3 separate regions of the Sus scrofa genome follow, and all the other regions are linked to region 1. A link is a contact called in public HiChIP or PLAC-seq data. All regions are on one chromosome and are shown on one strand. Each heading gives the region's core, a stretch centred on a gene start, on an enhancer-like site or on the middle of the called end of the contact. The rest is flanking DNA. Distances are from core to core; before and after follow the strand shown.

What was found. HiChIP or PLAC-seq counts read pairs in DNA pulled down with a chosen protein or histone mark.
Region 2: a contact with region 1 is called in an H3K27ac HiChIP or PLAC-seq map of alveolar macrophages. The contact joins two enhancer-like sites. A contact is called at or near these places in 2 of 47 Hi-C or Micro-C datasets (embryonic fibroblasts and subcutaneous adipose tissue) and 1 of 2 datasets of contacts at active chromatin or transcription factors (alveolar macrophages).
Region 3: an H3K27ac HiChIP or PLAC-seq map of alveolar macrophages shows a contact between it and region 1. The contact joins two enhancer-like sites. A contact is called at or near these places in 1 of 47 Hi-C or Micro-C datasets (embryonic fibroblasts) and 1 of 2 datasets of contacts at active chromatin or transcription factors (alveolar macrophages).

What each region holds. Positions count from the first base shown.
Region 1 is chr5:33,089,487-33,092,283 of Sscrofa11.1, forward strand. No RefSeq gene overlaps it. Among named protein-coding and RNA genes, the nearest start is that of MDM2, 15 kb to the right of the region's middle. Within about 2 kb of position 1,380, at least 34 of the 83 cell types and tissues checked have an H3K27ac peak or open chromatin away from gene starts, as enhancers often do. A contact at or near this core is called in alveolar macrophages, where this site is marked.
Region 2 is chr5:33,415,078-33,418,081 of Sscrofa11.1, forward strand. No RefSeq gene overlaps it. Among named protein-coding and RNA genes, the nearest start is that of CPSF6, 110 kb to the right of the region's middle. Within about 2 kb of position 1,739, at least 1 of the 83 cell types and tissues checked has an H3K27ac peak or open chromatin away from gene starts, as enhancers often do. A contact at or near this core is called in alveolar macrophages, where this site is marked.
Region 3 is chr5:32,743,141-32,746,026 of Sscrofa11.1, forward strand. No RefSeq gene overlaps it. Among named protein-coding and RNA genes, the nearest start is that of MDM1, 71 kb to the left of the region's middle. Within about 2 kb of position 1,336, at least 30 of the 83 cell types and tissues checked have an H3K27ac peak or open chromatin away from gene starts, as enhancers often do. A contact at or near this core is called in alveolar macrophages, where this site is marked.

The DNA of each region.
Region 1 (2,797 bases), core at 130-2,629:
TCGCTGGATCTTTAACCCACTGAGTGGGGCCAGGGATCAAACCCACATCCTCATGGATACTAGTTGGGTTCTTAACATGCTGAGCCACAACAGGGACTCCAAATAAACGTTTTTAAACATCCACGGATACAGAAACTTATAACTCAAGTGAGATGATATTCTGGAAGATGACATGAGAGGGGACATTTAAAATAGAGCCGAAGCAGCTATTCCAGAGGAGCTGCCTTGCAGGCCGTTTTCTGACTTCTGAAAACCACCAACAATCCAAGTCAGCCGTGAAACTAGAATATTCTATTGAAAGGAACTTTCAGTGAACCTTAACCTAGTGACCAGTAACTTTTCCTTATCTTGCACCAATAAATTCATCTTCAAAAATGACTTAGCTCAATAACAGGAAGAAAAACAAAACAAAACACAGCAACAAAAAACTGATAACCTCTTCTTCCTTTCTTCCATAAAACCCCTAAGCCCTTCTCTGCAATCTGGACTCTATTTGGAATTCTACCAAAATCTGTGTACCCCAAATTCTCTTCTTTGATCCCAAGTAAATGCTTTGCCACTTGAACTGGATTCTTGTTTTTAAGGTTGACAATATTCTGTTAAATAGATACTCACTGGCCTTACCTTGGTTTTTTGTTTCAGGTTTTTGTTTTGTTTTGTCTTTTTTCTTCCCCCCCTTTTTTTTTTTTTTTTTTTTTTTTGGCTGCACCTGTGACCTATGGAAGTTCCCGGGCCAGGGAGCAAATCAAGTTCACCGCTGAGACCTACACCACAGCTCTGGGCAATGCAGGATACTTAACCTGCACCACAGCAGGAACTCCAGTGCTTTGGTTGTTTTTTTTCTTTTTTCTTTTTTTTTTTTTTTTTTGTCTTTTGTCTTTTTTGTTGTTGTTGTTGTTGTTATTGCTGCTATTTCTTGGGCCACTCCCGCGGCATATGGAGGTTCCCAGGCTAGGGGTTGAATCGGAGCTGTAGCCACCGGCCTACGCCAGAGCCACAGCAACGCGGGATCTGAGCCGCGTCTGCAACCCACACCACAGCTCATGGCAACGCCGGATCATCAACCCACTGAGCAAGGGCAGGGATCGAACCTGCAACCTCATGGTTCCTAGTCGGATTCATTAACCACTGCGCCACAACGGGAACTCCTGTAATGCAGTATTAACTATACTCACAAATGCTGTGCCTTCTCCAGAACTTAATCATCTTCTAACTTCAAGTTTTTACCCTTTGACCAACATTACCCCAATTCCCCCACCCCAGCCCTACTTTTTAGTAGAGGCAATTACTGGAGTTCCCGTTGTGGTGAAGTGGATTAAGGATCTGGTGTTGCTGCAGCTGAGGCATATCACAGCTGCAGCTCAGATTCGTCCCCTGGCCCAGGAACTTCCTTATGCTGTGAGTGTGGCCGAGAAAAAAAAGTCAATAATTTACTTTTAAAAAGTACTCTCTTAATGTTTCTTCCTGTTTTTATGTGATGTGTTTATATTTGTTTCTAAGTAACTTAAAAGTGATGAGGATACTTTATGTAAGGTGATGAGAGATGGAAAACAGCCTGACCACGATTTTTAAATGACAGCTCCCAAGCTTGAAAAAACAAAAACGAAACCAAAAAACCGTAGAATGACTGTAGCATTTTCTGGTCGTTAGAGGGAGCCATTGCTGCAGTTGCCTGTCTAAACCTTAAACATATGTACAGAAACTTCCTCTTCTGCCGTCTTAAAACCAACGCCTCTTAAAAGCTTTATTAGTTCAGCGAATTCCCTTAAATAGAGAATATCCTGAGATAGAAAAACAATAAGTAGTTAACTGATTCACACTTCAACATTCAGAAATGCTGCTTCATTTTTACAATTATTAAAGTACAGTTGATTTACAATGTTGTGCCAATTTCTGCTATACAGCAAAGTGACTCGGTTGTACATGTATAAACATCTTTTATATTCTTTTCCGTCATGGTCTATGCCAGGAAATTGGATATAGTTTCTTGTGCTATGCGGTAGGATCTTGTTGCTTATCTATTTGAATGTAATAGTTTGCATCTACTAACCCCAAACTCTCAGTCCATCCCACTCCCAACAGCCTTCCCTTTGGCAACCACATGTCTGTGCTCTACGTCTTTGAGTCTGTCTTTGCTTTGTAGATGGGTTCATTTGTGCCATATTTTCGATTCCAGACGTGCAGCTTCTTAGAATGGGAATTCTTTCTCAGATTTTGCAGAGAGTTTGAAGGGCTCTGCTGTGTTTATTAACCACACAATGACCAATTAGAAAACTAGGGAGGGAACCCTTTAAAAGGAAGGAATGACTTGGGTCGGAGGGTCAGAGCCCTAAAATCCTGGTTGACTTAGCAAGTTGCAACATGTGGGTTTTCCCTTTAAAAAAATATTCTGTGCTGATTTCTCACTTTGGCTCCAGTCATTACTTCTCAGCTTATAATTATGCTTGCTTTTTCATTTCCTCCTCCAATGATAAAGGGAGCTGCAGTTGCTTAGCTGTGTGAACCGAAAACATCAGACAGGGCAACCACACCAGAAAGTGGACAAGCACAGGCAGGGCACATGATGGCAGGAGGTCAGGCCCTCGCAGGCCTCCAGCATTGTCCTTTCTCATCCTTGTTCTGTGTCTCCATGTCCCATCATATGACATTTTCTTCCTAACCTTTTCTGCCCGTTTTCCTTCCATAACTCCTCTACCTTAAACCCACCAGTTAAAGCAGTGAACAACACTTCTGCTTTGACTCAGGAATATTAACACAAACAGATAAGACCCCAGCGATCATTGCAATATAAGGTAAA
Region 2 (3,004 bases), core at 489-2,988, 330 kb after region 1:
CGCCCCATCAAAGGAAATGAATCTCGTGAGTGCTGAGTGATCCTGAATTAGCTCTTTCAATGACACTTATACACACAGATTGCAATTCAATGTCAAGAGCATCAGCTGAGGACAATTGGGTATTGCAGGCTGTCTCAAATTATTGGAAAGGAGCAGTATACAAGTAAATTAATAATAATGATAATAATGGTCACGCCTCTCTATGGCTTCATTCACAGGCAGAATTCATCTAAGACATCTGTGAGAGAAATAGCTGGGAGAAGGTTTGCTAGAGAAACTGAGGCGGAAAGAAGAGATGATGAGATTCCACTCACGTGTAGACAGGAAGCGGCAGCAGCATCCCTTGGACCCCCCCCGCCCCAGTAACTTATCAGTGGCCCCAGTCTCTGATATGAACAGCTGACACTTCCCAGATGTTACACAAAGTACTAGACAAACACAATTTTGAGACAAACCCTCAGATGATTGCCTTTTTAAACCCCTACCATGAAGGCAAATGGAGAGCAGCCATTGTCACACATCGTAAGCTGAAACCGCAACCCTCTCCCATTGGCTTGAGACTTATTATGAAGATGGGTCATCCTGTAATAACCCTGCCCTCAAAGGAAGAACTATACTGAGCAAGCCAATGGCCAGCTTCCCAGCCTCCAGCTCACGAAGTCATCCCAGGAGGAGAGGATTCACACGGAGTAAAACATTTTCTCCAATAGAAAACTTTGACACCTCTCTGGCCCTCTTCATAAAACCCAGAAGAATCTAAGCTAACCAGGCTTTCATCCTGGGACCCCAGGCCTGCTTAATAACACAGTTCAACTCAACTGGAAAAGGAAGCACCAAAGAGCTTAAGAATGAGAATACAATCGACAGAAAAGCTACCATCATTATTCTTTGGTTCTGACCTACTGATGCATGGTGCCTCCCATTGTCTCCAGTTTATCTGAATGCTATGACATCAAATAACCATTTGGCATTGGGTGAGCTTGACATTTTCCAAACCAAGATATTTTAGACTACTAAAGAGGTTGCCCTACTGGTTGTAAACCACAGAGTACAATGTGTGATGGCCATCTTCCCTCTCACTCATTATGTGAAGTGTCACTTTGTGGTTCCCATCCATGCGTCTCAAGAAGGGTAGGAACATGTGGTAAGTGGATATATCTGGGAAACAAAGAATAAATGCTAGCTGAAAAATAAATGCCTTTTATCCAGAATTCCTATCTCTGAGGCTCTGGAATCCTATGAAACACAATTGAGCTTGGTTATCCTATAAATAAATCAGCTCTTTACATTTCTAAACAAATTTCCCAATAAAAATGGACAGCTTGATGAAAACTTTTACTGATTTTTTTTTAAACCTTCTAGCTTTGGGTTTCTTTGTGAATGTTAAAGTTCACTGAATACATTGAAATATGGACAAGGAAATGAAACGGTATCTGGAATTTGCTTTAAAACACTGAAGAGGAATGTGTGTGGTGGATAAATAAAACAAGATTGACAAATTATGGATAACTGTTCAAGTTGGGTGATAGGTACATGGGAGTTTATCATACTTTTGTATTTGTTTGAAATTTCCAAATTAAAAAAAAAAAGTCAAAGACATGGCAATCTTCCAGTAGTAAAGAACTGACATAAAAACACTCCTTAGAGGATGTGGGGAAAAAGGGAACCCTCCTACATTGTTGGTGGGAATGTATATTGGTGTGGCTACCATAGAAACAGAATGGAGCTTCCTTAAAATGCTAAAAATAGAGCTACCATATGATCCATGTGGGGAAAAGGGGACCCCTCCTACATTGTTGGTGGGAATGTATATTGGTGTGGCTACTATAGAAACAGAATGGAGCTTCCTTAAAATACTAAAAATAGAGCTACCGTATGATCCAGCAGTCTGGAAAAACAGAAACTTTATAATTCAAAAAGGTACATACCCCCTCAATGTTCATAGCAGCACTATGTACAACAGCCAAGATATAGAAGCAATCAAAGTGCTCATCAACAGACAATTAGCTTAAGAAGATATGTCATATGGTATGCATATATAATGGAATATTACACAGTCATAAAAAGAATGAAATATTGCCATTTGCCACAACATGGATGAACCTAGGGAATATTAAACTTAGTGAAGTCAGACAAAGACAAATATTATATAATATCATTTACATGTGGAACCTAAAAAATCATGCAAATAAATATACATACAAAACAGAGACAGACTCACAGACATAGAAAACAAATCTATGATTACCAAAGGGGAAAGGGAGGGAGAAGGAATAAAATAGGTGTATGGGATTAACAGATACAAACTACAATATATAAAATAGATAAGCAACAAGGATTTACTATACAGCGCAGAGAACTATTTTCAATACCTTGTAACAACCTATAATGAAAAATAATCTGAATATATATAAAACTGAATCACTTTGCTGTATACCTAAAACTACCCATATTGTAAATCAACTAGACTTCAATATAAATAAATAAGCAAACAATTAAATACTCCTTAAACCAAAAGGCATGCAGCAAAGTTCATCTAACCAATTTCACCAGTGCATTTTGGTAAAAATGAAAAACAGATTGTGTGTTTCTAACAAAACGTGTCTTGATTTCAATACATGAAGGTGTCAATGAAGATGGCTCTCAAAAATCTCGGCATTTTGTTTAGTCAAACTGAAAAGGAGGCAGGATAGAGGAGAGGAAGGAAAAGAGGTTGCGGTGTGTGAGGTGCTCTGGTCTAGCTCTCTTCCAAGAAAAGGGATGCCTCAGGAAAGGATGTCAGGAAGACAACCGATGGGAGGGAATGGGTACCAAGTTCAGCCTGAAGGTAGAAAGGGGGTCTCAAAGGAAGGACACAAAGGAAATGAGCAAAAGTGAACTCAGCCATACAATGAGACATCAACATCAAATGCTTTCACTGACATGTGGAATCTGAAAAAAGGACAGACTGAACTTCTTTGCAAAGCAGAGGCTGACTCACAGACATTGAAAAACTTATGGTCTC
Region 3 (2,886 bases), core at 86-2,585, 350 kb before region 1:
AGTCTTTTTTATTGATTTGTAGGAGCTTTTTACATATAAAGAAAATTAGTCATTGTCTATGAAATGAGTTCCAAATATTTCCCCCTCTTATAATTGTCTTTTGACTTTGTTTATGATGGGCTTTTCCACTGCAGAAGAGCATTCCTTTATTCACTCTGAAGCATCTCATTTAATTGGGAGGAGGAGCTCTTTAAACAAGCCAGACTTCACTACACATGTAGGAAAGGAGTATGAACTTGAGAGAACTTCACCCTCGAAGGTTTCTTCTCCTGTTTGATTCCATCCTTAATTACTCCCTACTAATGATATTGTCAGAGAACTCACCTCATTGAGTAAAATTAAGATTACTAACCATGACTTCCAGCAGTAGCAGAGTTTTGCAAAGGAAGCCAAATTTTCTGCCCTTTGGCCTCCCAGCTAAATCAGAGAGGAAAGTAATGTTCTGAAAATCCCCAGAGAACAATGTTGACACATCAGCTTTCATTCTTTCTGAACTTACTTCCTCCATACAATTCAATTATAAAAGACTTTCCTAAGTAGATATTCAATGAATGAGACTAGGCTGAGGAAGAATGGGCCTGTGGATAGGTTATCAGATGGACAAGGAAAGAAAATAAAGAAAAGGAGTAAATGAGTAACAGGAGACATTGCATTGTAAGTGAGGGGAATTTCATAAGAGCAATGAAATTGCTGTCACAGGCAGGCAAACGGATTTCCCCACGCAAGGGAGGAAGGCCAAACATCAGTCTCAGCAGTGAATTTCAGGACCCCAGAGACTGTAACAATAGGGGTGGGGCAGAGGGAGGAGTGATGCCCCTTTCAAAGGCCTAGGAAGGAATGTAAGTTGCATTTCTTTAATATCACCAAGCACATGTGCTGAGGCAGCTTTGGAGAAAATTCTGGTTCCTTCTGCTTTCTCAGCCTGATCCATGGCAGTTACTGAAAACCCTTAACCTTCCATCCTAGCTGGTCAGCATTTGAGTGAATTCTGACTGCCTTGCAGGACATTTCCCCACCCCATTGATGAATGAGTAGTCTAGAACTCTGGAATTGTACTTCTGTCTCTCTCTATGCTTTTCCCTTCCTCCAAGCTTCCCTTTTCTTGCCACTTTACAGCGCAATGCTGTGAAGCACCTGGCAGGGCAGCCCTTCCCAGGCCTGGGCTTCTGCCTGGCTTCCTGACTCCCATTCCAATGCTTGTTCTCCCTGGAGCATTGCCCTGAACTTCAGCCTCTTTGGCAAGGACACTGACAGAAGCTGGCCCCTAGCCACCATCCTGTTCCTCTCAGCAACCAGCCAGCATCATGTTTCAACCCGGACAGCCCTCCCCATGACCCTCTACTACTCGCCTCTACCTAACTACTGACTGGACAAGTGTTTCCACGATCTAGTGCTCACTATTGTCCCTGCTGTGCTCCCCTCCCTCCACTAGATGGGACCCCATGGACATCTGTACCAGCCAGGACAAGCCCAGATTTACCACAGACAAACACCAACTTAACCTGCTTTGTACAATAAGCACATTTATTAACTTATGTAACAAGAAGTCCCAAGATGGGAAGATTCCAGGCCTGGCTAATTCCATGGCTCAAGGTGTCATGGCTTAAGGACCCAGAATCTCTCTTCTGCTCAGCCATCCCCACCATGTTGCATGCTCTTTTCACAAGATGGGCATTGTAGCTCTGAGCAGTCAGTGGTGGGCTGGAATCAGCAACCTCAGGCTCCTCAGAGCCACTTGCTAAATTTGCCAGCCAGTTGTTGAGCTCTTGGTAGCTTAAAATAAGCCATTGTGAGAGAATTTATACCACGGAAATGAAAATAGGCAAATGCCACAAATCAGGGCCATTTGTTTTTGGAGAGTGAATTAATGCAGGTTAACATTGCATCATATCCTCACACAATAATATCTAGAGACAGGAGTTCCCATCGTAGCTCAGTGGTTAACGAATCCAACTAGGAACCATGAGGTTGCGGGTTCGATCCCTGGCCTCACTCAGTGGGTTAAGGATCCCGCGTTGCCATGAGCTGTGGTGTAGGTTGCAGACGTGGCTCCGATCATAGGCTGGCGACTACAGCTCTAATTGGACCCCTAGCCTGGGAACCTCCATATGCCGCTGGAGCAGCCCAAGAAATGGCAAAAAAGACCAAAAAAAAAAAAAAAATCTAGAGACAAAAATGGTCTAATTCAGCAAAATATCTTTTCTTTCTTTCTTTCTTTTTTTTGCTTTTTAGGGCCATACCCACAGCATATGGAGATTCCCAGGCTAAAGGTCGACTCAGAGCTACAGCTGATGGCCTATTCCACAGCCACAGCCACAGCAACATGGGATCCAAGCCTTGTCTGCGACCTACACCACAGCTCACGGCAATGCAGGATCCTTAACGCACTGAGCGAGGCCAGGGATCAAACCTGCATTCTCATGGATACTAGTCAGATTCATTTCCACTGTGCCGCAATGGAAACTCCCAAAATATCTTTACTGAAGAGAAAAGAAACCTTACAGAAGATCTCCCCACTCCCATCTGCTTGGCCTGATTGTGTCGTGTGCCCATATTTCAACCAAAGATTGACAAATGTAGGGTTATGATGACTCCTCTGAAGCATACTGAGCAACTGATACCTGAAAATCAGGGTTCTCTTAGCTAGAAACAAGGTGGGGAATGGCCTTTGGATGAGCAAACAGAAGGGTTTGTCACACACACACACACACACACACACACACACACACACACACACACACACACATATTATCTACCCAGATGATTGAGAGCTTATCTCTCTGCCCTTCCCCACTGTGGAGTTTCCAGAAGATTTACAGGGCATATGGGTTATAAAAGCCGAGGTTTTTGCAAGTTTACTTCACTAAAAGAGTGAAAAAAAACAGG